4 separate regions of the Mus musculus genome follow, and all the other regions are linked to region 1. A link is a contact called in public HiCAR-type and promoter capture Hi-C data. All regions are on one chromosome and are shown on one strand. Each heading gives the region's core, a stretch centred on a gene start, on an enhancer-like site or on the middle of the called end of the contact. The rest is flanking DNA. Distances are from core to core; before and after follow the strand shown. Region 1 holds the start of Pcsk2os1 (proprotein convertase subtilisin/kexin type 2, opposite strand 1). Region 2 holds the start of Ovol2 (ovo like zinc finger 2). Region 3 holds the start of Pet117 (PET117 homolog). Region 4 holds the start of Mgme1 (mitochondrial genome maintenance exonuclease 1).

Region 1 (2,944 bases), core at 331-2,830:
CGACTCCCCGGCTTCCCTGGCAGCCAGCTGCTGGTGGACAGCGTACAGATTTGCTGTTTGCCAAGCTTCTTTTCTGCCTCTTTTGCTATACAAAGATTTTTTTTTTTAAAAAAAAAAAAAAAGAAAAACAGAAACAAAAACTACATACCTATTTTTTATTTGCATCTTCCCTCTTCGTCCCCTGCTCCACCACCCTGCGCGCCTCACAGCCCCACTTTTCACTCCCAAAGAAGGATGGAGGGCGGTTGTGGATCCCAGTGGAAGGCGGCCGGGTTCCTCTTCTGTGTGATGGTTTTTGCGTCTGCCGAGAGACCCGTCTTCACGAATCATTTTCTTGTGGAGTTGCATAAAGACGGAGAGGAAGAGGCTCGCCAAGTTGCAGCAGAACACGGCTTTGGAGTCCGAAAGGTAAGATTTTTTTTCCATACATTTCACATGTTGTTTCCAGAGGAGGGACAGCCTTGCGCAATCTCGTTGCAGATTTGCAAGTTTTCTGTCTTTTTATGCTATGCAGCTATTCTGCCATCGGTTCTCAAACACGACATTGCCTCCGGTGATCTTTCATGGGTTATGTAATTAAAATGTCCTTCATCTGTATTAGAAAGGTCAGAGAAATAATTTGTTGGTGTTTGACTTGGTGGGGGCAAAATAAGACCGCACCTTACAAAGGATGCTGTGCGCCCCGGCTGCTGTCCGAGGTACCAAGTTCTCCAGGCTGCCTAGGGACAGAGGGATAGAGTCCAGAGCAGCTGGGCTTACGTCGACTGCTTTGCCAGGGAAGTCTCCCAGCCCCCCACGCCCCGGAGAAAGAATAGTTTCCCACCGACATGGCTCAAAGATCGAGCGTTGCAGTTCACCTCAGTTTTCCGACCCACGCCTAAGGACTTCCCTCCCAGCGACTTTCAGTCCCTGCTTTTTTCCCCAGTGGACAAGAGCTTTCTGACTTGGAAACAAGGACGGAGTTCTCTGTCCAAAACGAGTGCTGAACTTGTGCGCTTTGGCTCCTGCCCACGACCTCCCACTCCAGAAGCGCACTCCTGTTTGGAGAGTTCTTAATTTGCTTCTTTAGGACACCTCGCTGCCAAGAGAGATGGATTCTGAGGGGGATTCCCCCCGGAAAAGTCGAGGTGTCCTCTCCTGATGTGTGGGCAGCCAGCGCGGTTTTCCCCAGAGAGCACGGGGATCCCCATTCCAAGAAGTTGTCCAAGTTGAACTGTTTGGATAAGATTTCGAGCTTTGGGTGCCTCTGGCAACCTCTGGATAAGTTAGGGTACTCGTCCTGCGGGGAACAGAGGAGAATAATTCATTTGGCGGGGAGCATGCCTGACCTGCTCTTCCTGCGAAATATCTGTATCCCAGATCTGGAGTGTCCTTAGGGGACCTGGCACCGCTAGGGGAGAGTGAGGATGCAAGGAGAAGCCAGTCTGAGGGGAATGGAAGGTCAAAGGATGCAGCTTGGTACCCGTGGGCTGTCCCCTCCCTCCTGATCCCACAAGAAAAGAGGCTTGAGAGAGCATTGGGTTCCCTCCCTAGAAGGGCAACACAGGCTGGTCTCCTCTGTCAGAACTTCCTATGTCTCTTGCCGAGTTCCCAGCTACTAGGATGACTCCTTCAGGAGCGCAGGGCTCTCCCGCCTACACTCACCAGCGGCGCGGCGGGCGCGTATTCTACCTCAGCTGTGTTTGGCAGCGAGTTTCACAGAGGTCCTGGAAGAAGCGCAGGTCTGCGGGTGGCGCGCGGGCGGGTCTCACACACCTAGAACTAGTTGCTCCCGAGAAGAGAAGTGTGGGTGGAGCAGGGGAAACCAGGTTCCTGTTGATAGAACAGTCTCCTGGCCTCCTGGCCCACGGAGACTTCTTTCAAACGACATTCAACCCTGAAACAAGCTGATACCCCACCTAACCCCGCTCCGCCCTCCTCCCCCCATTGGCAAAATCCAGCGTCCTAGCGGCATTGGCAATGAGTGATTATAGTTAGCTGATATCTGACTGTGAGATCTTGCATACTTTCCCTTTTGAAAAAAAAAAGATTTATCTCATCGTGTGGGGGGGTGGTGGGGGGGGTGTAGGTTGGAACTGGGATTACCGAAGGTTGTGAACTGCTCCGTGTGAGCACCTGTATGCACCCTTAACCCATGAGTTCTCTTTCCAGCCTGCTTAGATGCATTCGTATTTAATATCAACAGCTGCAAGAATGCTTCTGTTATTAGAAAACCCTTGCTAGGTGTTGACAGGGCTTTATGGCTGGGCTACCCTACGAAGGGAAGAGGCAGCAAGATCTTTAATTCTTCTATACCTGTGTAACCCTACCTGTGGGTACCTTCTGTGTCAGCCCTTTCTGACAAGGAAGGAAACCCATCTGCTGCAATGGTTTTCCATCTCCTTTTTCTTTCCCCCTGGAAAACACATTCTTGAGATCTGATGCTAAAAACCTAATGAAAGGTAGGTGTAACTGAGCCTGATAATGGCTAACCCTGTCAATTTTTCAATATATTTTTTTTTCCTAATGGGAATGAATAACTCAGTGAGTGCTTAACGGTTGTGATGGTGAGATTGAAGCCAGGAAATATAAAGGTAATCTTATGGTTTATCAGCAATTTGGTTCGACTTTGAACAGAAAGACACATATACTTTGGGGTTAACTATTTCTCCTCATTCCATTCTTTCTTGGAGAGGAGGTCACTGACTGATTTTGTATTGCAATATCAAGCTGCAATCCTCAGCTATGAAGAACAGGCTTTCGATTTGGTGTCTCCTTTTTCCTCTCCTTGTCCTCTCAGATAGTACCTCCTAACCAAATCCTAGTCTTTTGCCCTGATACGTATTCAAAGGCTAACCCATGTATGACAAGGTACTTGTGCCTGAAGAAGCTTTGTGGTGCAATGCCCAGAGAGCATTGAGCCCTCCAATGAGCCTTTTTTTTTCCTTCTTTGAAGGATCACATG
Region 2 (2,876 bases), core at 161-2,660, 780 kb after region 1:
CATCACCCTGGGTCTAGATCCGCTTAAGATGCTGGCGGCCCGGGCACTGTGGCGCAGGGGACAGGTCACTAGGAGCCTGGCTGCGGCTCAGGGGCAGGTGCAGGAGTGGCGGGCTAGTCCGCGGCGCCTGGGCTCCGGTGCGCGGGCGGGCGCGGCAGGGAGGGGCGCCGGGGCTCCCGAGCCGGACGCCAGGGCGTGGTGCAGGTGGCGGCGGGGGCAGAGTCGACACCCTACCTTGATTTTTGACCTGGCAACCGGGCGCTGCATCGCTGCCAGATGTCCATCGGTGCCTTGGGCGTCGTGAAGCTCTGGAGTTTCAGGCTCCGGCGCGCGCGGGGACGAGCTGCTTTCGGCCCCTCCGGGCTCCCCGGCGCTGCTGCTGCAGCCGCTGCTACTGCCGCCGTCGCTGCGGCAGTCTTCGGGCGGGTCGCGGAGCAGACAGCCCAGGCTCACTGCGGAGGGAGGGGGCCGCACCCCGACACTCAACCACACGCGGCGTCACGCCCGGGCGCCCACGGCAGTTTGACCTGCGGGCGGTGCCGCCGCCCCGCCCCGGACCTGGGCACCTCGCCAAGTGGGCGACGTCCCGAGGGTAGACGAGTCTACCCTAGCCATCCGCCCCTCGAACTAACTTAGGGTGTCGGGAGACGGGTTCTCAGGCCAACCCACGAAGCACCAGGGTCCAAGCGCCGCGGAGAAACCCGCGCGCCAAGTTTCCTCTCGCGCCCGTGGAGGCGGGTGTGCCCTCGTCTTGCCTCGCTCCCGAGGGGTTAGCGGACCTTCACGAGCGGTTTAGAGGACGTAGGGGGCAAGGGAACCCCGAGTGCCTTCCACCCACTTCCAGGCCACTTTGGCCCGCGCTGCAACCAACGGTCCTGCCGCCAGGCAATTTAGCCCTGTCTAGGGAGAGAGCACCGGGGGTCCCAGGTTTCCCAGCCTAGATCCTGGCTCCCCTCTCCCAACACCGCTGTGACCCCGACCGAGACGGAGTAGGGGTGGGAACCGCAGCCCTGATCCCGAGCAGGAGGGCCGCAGTCACCCTGCCCCCACCCGGGAGCCCCGCGCCCAGGCCCGGCCCCCGCGCTCCTCACCTGGGATGTAAGTGTCTGCCCTTTTGTCATCCGGGAGCTCATCCCAGCTGCGGACAGAGACTCCCGGGCTCCTCCTCTTCACCAAAAAGACTTTGGGCATGGTGGGATCCTCTCTTCCGACTGCGGCCCCCTCCTCCCGCTGCTCCCCGCTAGTGGCGGCGGTGGCGCCTGGGTCCCCCCGCTCCTGGAGTCCGGAGCCCACCTTCCCGCCTAGCCTGCCCTCTTCCTGCACCCCCCGCCGCGTTGCTCGGTACTCTCCCCCTCACTCCAGGTTACTCGCAGCCTCCGGGCTCGGCGACACCTATGCCTTAAATCGCGCGTGAGACCACGCCGGGGAAAAAGTTTCATAAGGTGGAATAGAAAAGGCACCAGGAAACTTGGGAGTGAGCATGCGCCCTGCAACATAACGGTGTCAACAAGCTCGCTACCTGTCCGACCGGTTCCGGCGGCCGGGGCTGCCTGATCCAGCCCTTCCTTAGGCATGAATGTTTGCAAAAGAATTTAACGTCTGATTCTTCCCCCCTCCTCTTTTTAAAAAAGGAAGAACATTTTTCAAATCAACCCTCTGCTTCATACCCCTATCACATGCACTTTATAGGATAAAGTCTTTAAAACAAGCCACAGGTTCTCTGCCCCATGCAGCCCGACTGGGAGCTGGGGTCTCCCACGAGTTGGCCCCCACCTCCGAAGTTGATTTGTCTCCATCAAGCAAGCCAGATATTAACTGTGAACCTTGTGGGGCTGTTCTAGGCTTTCTGGAATCTCGGTGGTCGGATGGGGGGAGGGTCCGCAGTATCCTTGTCAGGTAAAGGGAGGGGGGGTTGAGAACTTAAGGCTTCCTTCATCTAGAACACCCCTCAATAAAGCCTAAAAACACCACATCTTTGGAGCACGTCACTTTACTGATCTGTGCCACTCAATCTAAGAAAATAGGGCTTGTTCTACCAAAGCAGCTTTCACCCCGAAACCTTACAGTCTAGGAGTCCCTTGACTCAAGACAAAAGCTAATTGCATCTCATGTGAACGCAGATTTAAAGCGAATGTCTTGTCTTTTACCTTTCCCGTTATTGCCTCCCCTAACAACTGGACCCTTAAATTCGGAGGCAGGAAAATACTCATCCAGGAAGCCCGGGATTGAAAATTGATACAACCTCTCCCCTCCTCCGCCTGCGAAGACCGCAGAAGAGCTTTGAGCTTTTTGTTTTTATTTGTTTCCTATTTACCTTTATTCCTGGAGGGAAGTGTGTGTGTGTGGGGGGGGGGGGATCTGATAAAAGATACTAAGTCTCAAGGGGCGGCCTGCTCGCTTTGGGTACGCTGATGCCCCTATACCACAGCTTTGTTGCTCAACAACCCGCCCAGCTATCGTTGTAGGAACCCGGCTTCGCTGGGTGAGCAGGCGAGTGCTCACTGCTGGAGGTTGTCTGGGCGCGTCTGGCCAGGGGTGCTCAGGTGTCTGCGGTTCAGAGAAGCGCCAGTCTCACCTGCCTATAACAGGACTAGAGGCGCTCCTGGCCACAGCGACCCGGGGAATCCACACAGAGGCTGTCCCTGCCTTCTTCCGCCTTGGAATGGCCTTTAGGGATACAGCAGCCTGGTAACGGATTTCTGGGCTTGGCTGGCGTATTTTCAGGGCACACAGAGAGGGGGCGCAGCTCTGGCGAGGTTGTGGAAGGGAGAAGGCGCACGCACCATGATTATCGATCCGCCCTCAAGGATTGACCCCATCCCATCGGGGAATCAACTCTGAATTATGGGTTTCCTCCAAGACAAGTCGTCTAAGAT
Region 3 (2,906 bases), core at 369-2,868, 820 kb after region 1:
AAAGTATTGTGGCATGATTTTTCCTTAGGGAAATATGCAAAAATAACTTGAATCTCTTCTCATTCTAAAAGTCACTGGTCCCAAACTCTATTTTCACATTCAAAGATATAACCTGGGCTGGTGAGATGGTTCAACAGGTAAGAGCACTGACTGCTCTTCCAAAGGTCCTATGTTCAAATCCCAGAAACCACATGGTGGCTCACAACCACACGAAATGAGATCTGATATCCTTTTCTGGTGTGTATAATAATAAATAAATCTTTGTGCTGGCGCAAGCAGAGGTCCTAAATTCAATTTCCAACAACCACATGAAGGTTCACAACCATCTGTACAGCTACAGTGTATTCATATACATAAAATAAATCTTTAAAAATAAATAAACCTAGATTCTTTAAAAAATAAATTAAAGTCGGGCGTGGTGTCGCATGCCTTTAATCCCAGCACTCAGGAGGCAGAGGCAGGCGGATTTCTGAGTTTGAGGCCAGCCTGGTCTACAAAGTGAGTTCCAGGACAGTCAGGGCTACACAGAGAAGCCCTGTCAAAACAAACAAACAAAGAAACAAACAAAAAACACCAAAAAAATTAATTAAAAAAAAAAAACCAAAGATATAACCAATGCAGTATGCTAACTGTTCATAATAGTATTTTCTTCATGCCGTTTGGGTTCACTTAACAGAGAACGAAAGAGCAAAGCATACTGAGACGAAGTGAATGTTGGGGAAACACTGGGAATACCTAATCAAGGCCTGAATGAGCCTTATCATTGTTGTCTATCGGTTTTCAGCAGCAGCTTTGAATGTGTACTTTCCTGGGTAAGAGTGATTTACTGATATGCCATTCTTCATTGGCATCACAAATACTTAAAAGTTCTGGGAAGCCAAGTCTCTTTTTTAATTTAAGGGGTAAGTGCAAATGACACCATCCTTAGCCTCTTGTGAACTACTCTGACACAAGGATCTTACAAGCATTCCTGAAAGGCTCCAAGGGCATCAACGACATTTTTTTTTTCTTTTGGTTTTTTGAGACAGGGTTTCTCTGTATAGCCCTGGTTGTCCTGGAACTCACTTTGTAGACCAGGCAGGACTCGAACTCAGAAATCCGCCTGCCTCTGCCTCGGGAGTGGTGGGATTAAAGGCGTGAGCCACCACGCCGGGCAACGCCATTTCTTAAGATTACAGGAGCTAAACATGTCCGGATCCTTGCCTGACCCAGTGCATTTCCCAACAGAAGTTTAGTAGGCAACAAGGTGTAGCCGAGGCTGAGGCAGGATTGCGAGTTTGAAGCTAGTTTGAGCTGCACAGCAATACCTTGTCAAAAAACCAACCACCCAGCTTTTAGACTCTAAGAAAATTTAGGGTCTGATCAGTCGCCCCATAGCGACCAGATGTCCTCCGTACATACTCCACTGGCACTCCCAACCCCACCCTCGCGACTCCAAAGCAGCCCAGCACTGCGACTTCCTGGTGAAGGCGGTCCCCAAATAGGAAAGCCAGGGCCCCAGGCAGCCACTCCCAAGAAGCAGCGAAGCGGGCCAGGGGTTACGCTCGGCGCTCGATTGCTAGAGCCTGGCGACGATAGCACTTGCAACGGCTCTGCGCTCGAGAGGTCGAGCCTGGCCCGTTGCGGCTGCGGCGGCGGCGGCGGCTGTGGCGGCGGCGGGGGCGGGCGCGGGAGCGAGTCCGCGGCCGGGAGCGGGAATGTCGAGGAGTTCGAAGGCAGTGCTGGGCCTCTCGGTGCTGCTGACGGCGGCCACGGTGGCCGGCGTGCATCTGAAGCAGCGGCAGGACCGGCAGGTCGGTGTCACGTGACCGCGTCTTCCGGGGCGCCGAGCCCGCAGCTGTCCCTGCGCGCGTGGCGGGCCGGGCGGGCTGCAAGGGCGCGTTCAGGACGCCGACTTCTCTCCCCCAGCCACGAGGCGGGAGACTGGGGCGGAAGCCTCGGGGCAGGGGTGTAGTCCAGAGTTAGAGAGTTGCTAGGGTGAGCTCGAGGCCCTGGGGGCAGCACAGCCCACAAAGCCTTACCCAGGAATTGTTAAATCCGGAGATAAAGCAGCTCACACCCAGCACACCCCCCAGTGCCTTTGGCTAAAGAAACTTGAGATTTTTGCAACTTGCATTAACAAAACATTTTGCTACTGGACTTAGGTTCTGGAAAGGATAAAAGGTAGCGAGCGCCCTTCACGTTTTCTTTTAATGGCTTTCTTTCGGAGAATAACTGGCTTATTAATCAGCGACTAACCGACTCTTCCTCATTCCAGTTTGCAACGCTGGCTAGTGCGCTGAGCACACTGAGAACACATAGTTAATTATAACCTCTCGAGATTGTTCTTTTTATAATGGTGCCACACTGTGCTGGCCAGTACTTGGTATTTGCCCTTTCAAGCAATACCTTTACAGTTATTTGGTTTGAATCGGATTTGCCATGGGCAGAAGTTACTGAAAGCCTCAAGAGTCACCAGACCATCGACCTTTGTATTCACAAACTAGGAATTGCAATGAAACTAGGCTTGCAAATTCAGAACCATTTTGAGGAGCAGGGTCGATGTGCAGTGATGGAGAAGCACACAAGGAATTAAAGATTTGGGATTAAAATATGGTTCCCCAGGGATATCTTCTGGAGTAGAAGCAAGAAACTTCCTTCTTGGGAGGAAAAGGAAAAGATGGTGGTTCTAATTAAACTTGGAAGACAGGGTGTCTGTGTCCTCCTGATGTGTTTTGGAGACAGCGTTTGCTATCAGTTTTGTTTCAAACTCTGTTCCCCTGAGAAGTTTTTACAGTATGAGCAGACCAATTAAATCAGATCTCTGGAGCATGGAGACTCAGCTGTGTTCCAAAAGGCACGCCAAAGGCTTTAATGAAACGGTTGAGAATCACAGTTAGAGAATGGAAGTGTGCAAAGATCTAGTT
Region 4 (2,952 bases), core at 327-2,826, 720 kb after region 1:
ATATGCCAGGGGAGAGAAACTAATTCTTCTAATGTAAAAGAAATAAAACACCTCGCACAAAGCTCTATTTCAATACAATACCCTTGTTGGAACAATCCAACTGGTTGGTGCGCCAGAGACCGGTATTTACTTACTAGATAAAAAGTTTGCGCCGGACGTGGTGGCGTATGCCTTTAATCCCAGCACTTGGGAGACGGATTTCTGAGTTCGAGGCCAGCCTGGTCTACAAAGTGAGTTCCAGGACAGCCGGGGATATACAGAGAAACTGTCTCGAAAAACAAAAACAAAAACAAAAAAAAAAATGTTTGCCCATTCAAAGGTACTTAAAATGAAATCTTAATTCAGCTCTTATTAAAATCTAAGAGCTCCCATATTACTGACGATTTTGTCCACAAAACTGACTCATAACCTACCTGTGCGGTGGAAAATTCAAGTTTAAAGAGCCAATAAAAGTAGAATCCTTTATTGCCCGTATAGCAATCCCTGTTTATTGCATTAGTCCTCAAGATATTTGCAGCCCGAGGGTTATATCAACACACAGGATTTACTAAAAATTACAACTCCCACGAGGACACATTTAGCGTTCCCAAGTTGCAAAAACCATGCTACATACAGATACTCGTTAGAAATCTCCCCACTATTTTAAACGAAAAGGCCATTTTCTTAAAAGGAGATAGGAATAGCAAACGAAACTTTGATCCACTTTCCAATTACCATGTAGTCGATTTAAGTTTTAGGAGCAAAAGAAAAAAGAAAAAAAAAAAAACCACGCTCCTAAGGGCTTCAGAGGATTAGCCTCAGTCGAATGACTGGCAGAGCGTCGGTCAGCTTCCCACCGAGAGCTCAAGAAGTGGGGTCCCACTTGTCTGGGTCTCCTTGGTCAGAGAATGAGCGTGCAGAGACACCCCGTTGGAAAGCCATCTCTAAAGGGGTGGTTGAGGGAAAACCTCGGGATCTTGCTGGGGTCCGAGCCCCAGAGAAGATCCACCCAGCCCAAGGAGGCCGGCGGGAACCTCCAGCCCAGGTAGCGAGCGAGGAAGGGATCTCACCTTGCTGCGGTCCTCCTCCTGCTGCTCCAGCAACTCGGGAACCGCGGCCATGGCGACGCGGGCCTCGAGCAGGGGCCGTGTGGCTGTGCGAGGAAAGAAGAGGCTGGGCCGCCGCCGGGGCGCCTTTCAGGGGCGGCCGCGGCCCCGCCTCCGCCGGCCTCCTTGCCGGACGGCGGCTGGAGGCCGCGGGACTCCGCCACCATCCCAGCAGCCCCGGGCGCAGGCCAGCGAGCGGCACGCCACGTGCTCCCCCAGTGCGGCCTCCCCCGTCCCCGCGGCCGTCCATCTTGGAGCCGGGCAATAGAAGCTACGCGGGGAGCCTACCCTCGCTCCGCGCCACGCGGACACCAGCACCGGAGGGCCGCGACGGGAACGCGGGCTCCGAACCCTCCGCCGGCGAGGCACGCCTCGAGAAAGGACGCGCACCGCGGCCCGGGCAATTTATGGCTCAGCCAGAGTCCAAGATGGCGAGCGGCGGTGACGTGCGCGAGATCTCGTGAGCGCGACAACGCGCGGCTTGACGGCGCCCGCGCTTCTGCTTCGGGGGCGTGGAGGGGATGGCGCCTCACAGGTGCGACGGGAACGCCGTAGTGCATGCTGGGGCCGCCTCGCTTTGGGAAAGCGCGGGACCGATGAAAGTACGGGTCCCGAGAGGGTTGTTTGCGGGCTGGGTGTTACAGCGTGGTGGCATCTCAGGTACAGCTAGAACCCTGCCGCTGACCGACCTTCTATTTAAATACTCTCTTCCCTATCCAAACTCGGGCACGAAGGGCCACGCTTGTCCTGTCGCAGCCATGGGAGACACCTGCAGAGATCATTTTCTGGAATTAACGTTGGATGGGCTGTGCAGACCCACTTGCGACATGTCCCGAGTCTGGACCACGAGGTCACAGTAGCACCCACTTTTTAAAGGGCGGCGTGAGGAATAGATGAGCGATGCCCATACAGAATATTTAGTAAGAGTTTGGTATGTAGATGTAGGTGTTTAACTGTTAATTAAGACTTGTGAATTTGTTGGGGGGGGGCAGATTGTAGTTGTTTTGTTTCTAGAGACAAAGCCAAGCTAACCCAAAATCTCAATTTCATACTGCCTCAGCCACCCAAGTAACTTAAGTTTCCTGGTCTATGCCTCCAGGCCTTGTCACATTCAGATTTAAGGTGTCATATCCGAAACGGCCAACACATTAACATTGAACAAAAGCCACTTACAATTTTCATGAATCTTACTTGGGAATGATTTTCTCTTTTTTTTTGGAAACGTCAAAAGTTTAGTGTATGCACTTTTAATGTTCTTGTGGGTTTTTTTGTTTTTGTTTTTTGGTTTTTTGAGTCAGGGTTTCTCTGTGTAGCCCTGGCTGTCCTGGAACTCACTTTGTAGACCAGGCTGGCCTCTAACTCAGAAATCCACCTGCCTCTGCCTCCCAAGTGCTGGGATCAAAGGCGTGCGCCACCACACCCGGCTCTTGTGTGATTTTCAATTTGATGGTTTTAATATAGAAAATGTCTTAAACCTAACACCACTTTTTTTTTTTTTTCAGATACGAACAGAACACACTTTTAAACTTTCCAGACTAGAGAAAAGTTAGAGGGGCGAAGTCTAAAAATGAAACTGCCTCTGACCTTCTGCAGGCTGCTTAGCAGGTTAAACAGATTTTCTGTAAAAGCAAGCCCTCCTGTGAGTTTCTCCACTTTCTCTTATTTGTGTAGCCAGAAGAAGAAAAACTCTTACGAAGCAGTAGACCAAGCGAAGTACTCTCGTTTAGTACGCTCTGTCTTGTCCAGAGGCCCGGCCCAGACTCCAGAGTCGTTGTTCAAGGAAGATGATGTACTGTATGGACCAGTGAGTAAGCATAAGGCTGCAGAGCCGGAGCCACAGGCCAGAGTCCCACAACACTGCTTTCCT

Evidence for each region. Promoter capture Hi-C pulls out the DNA fragments that hold promoters and counts their contacts. HiCAR-type assays count read pairs that join an accessible place to other places.
Region 2: a promoter capture Hi-C map of second pharyngeal arch cranial neural crest shows a contact between it and region 1. The contact joins the promoter of Ovol2 here to the promoter of Pcsk2os1 in region 1. A contact is called at or near these places in 3 of 39 promoter capture datasets (cranial neural crest, maxillary cranial neural crest and second pharyngeal arch cranial neural crest), 1 of 484 Hi-C or Micro-C datasets (embryonic stem cells) and 1 of 115 datasets of contacts at active chromatin or transcription factors (embryonic stem cells).
Region 3: a contact with region 1 is called in a HiCAR-type map of astrocytes, with 3 times the contacts expected there. The contact joins the promoter of Pet117 here to the promoter of Pcsk2os1 in region 1. A contact is called at or near these places in 1 of 39 promoter capture datasets (embryonic stem cells) and 1 of 115 datasets of contacts at active chromatin or transcription factors (astrocytes).
Region 4: a promoter capture Hi-C map of neural stem cells shows a contact between it and region 1. The contact joins the promoter of Mgme1 here to the promoter of Pcsk2os1 in region 1. A contact is called at or near these places in 2 of 39 promoter capture datasets (hippocampal neurons and neural stem cells) and 2 of 115 datasets of contacts at active chromatin or transcription factors (astrocytes and embryonic forebrain).

The regions. Positions count from the first base shown.
Region 1 is chr2:143,546,257-143,549,200 of GRCm38.p6, forward strand. It overlaps Pcsk2os1 (proprotein convertase subtilisin/kexin type 2, opposite strand 1), which reads right to left and starts at 1,581. Exons shown (of 3, transcript NR_040354.1): 1 at 149-1,581. It overlaps Pcsk2 (proprotein convertase subtilisin/kexin type 2), which reads left to right. Exons shown (of 12, transcript NM_008792.4): 1 at 1-408. The coding sequence starts at 235.
Region 2 is chr2:144,330,670-144,333,545 of GRCm38.p6, forward strand. It overlaps Ovol2 (ovo like zinc finger 2), which reads right to left and starts at 1,411. Exons shown (of 4, transcript NM_026924.3): 1 at 1,092-1,411; 2 at 235-452. The coding sequence starts at 1,191.
Region 3 is chr2:144,367,365-144,370,270 of GRCm38.p6, forward strand. It overlaps Pet117 (PET117 homolog), which reads left to right and starts at 1,619. Exons shown (of 2, transcript NM_001164813.1): 1 at 1,619-1,793. The coding sequence starts at 1,698. Kat14 (lysine acetyltransferase 14) reads left to right here and starts at 1,671. Exons shown (of 11, transcript NM_181417.3): 1 at 1,671-1,793.
Region 4 is chr2:144,269,328-144,272,279 of GRCm38.p6, forward strand. It overlaps Mgme1 (mitochondrial genome maintenance exonuclease 1), which reads left to right and starts at 1,577. Exons shown (of 5, transcript NM_028984.5): 1 at 1,577-1,745; 2 at 2,588-2,952. The coding sequence starts at 2,653. It overlaps Snx5 (sorting nexin 5), which reads right to left and starts at 1,575. Exons shown (of 14, transcript NM_001199188.1): 1 at 1,374-1,575; 2 at 1,050-1,132. The coding sequence starts at 1,100.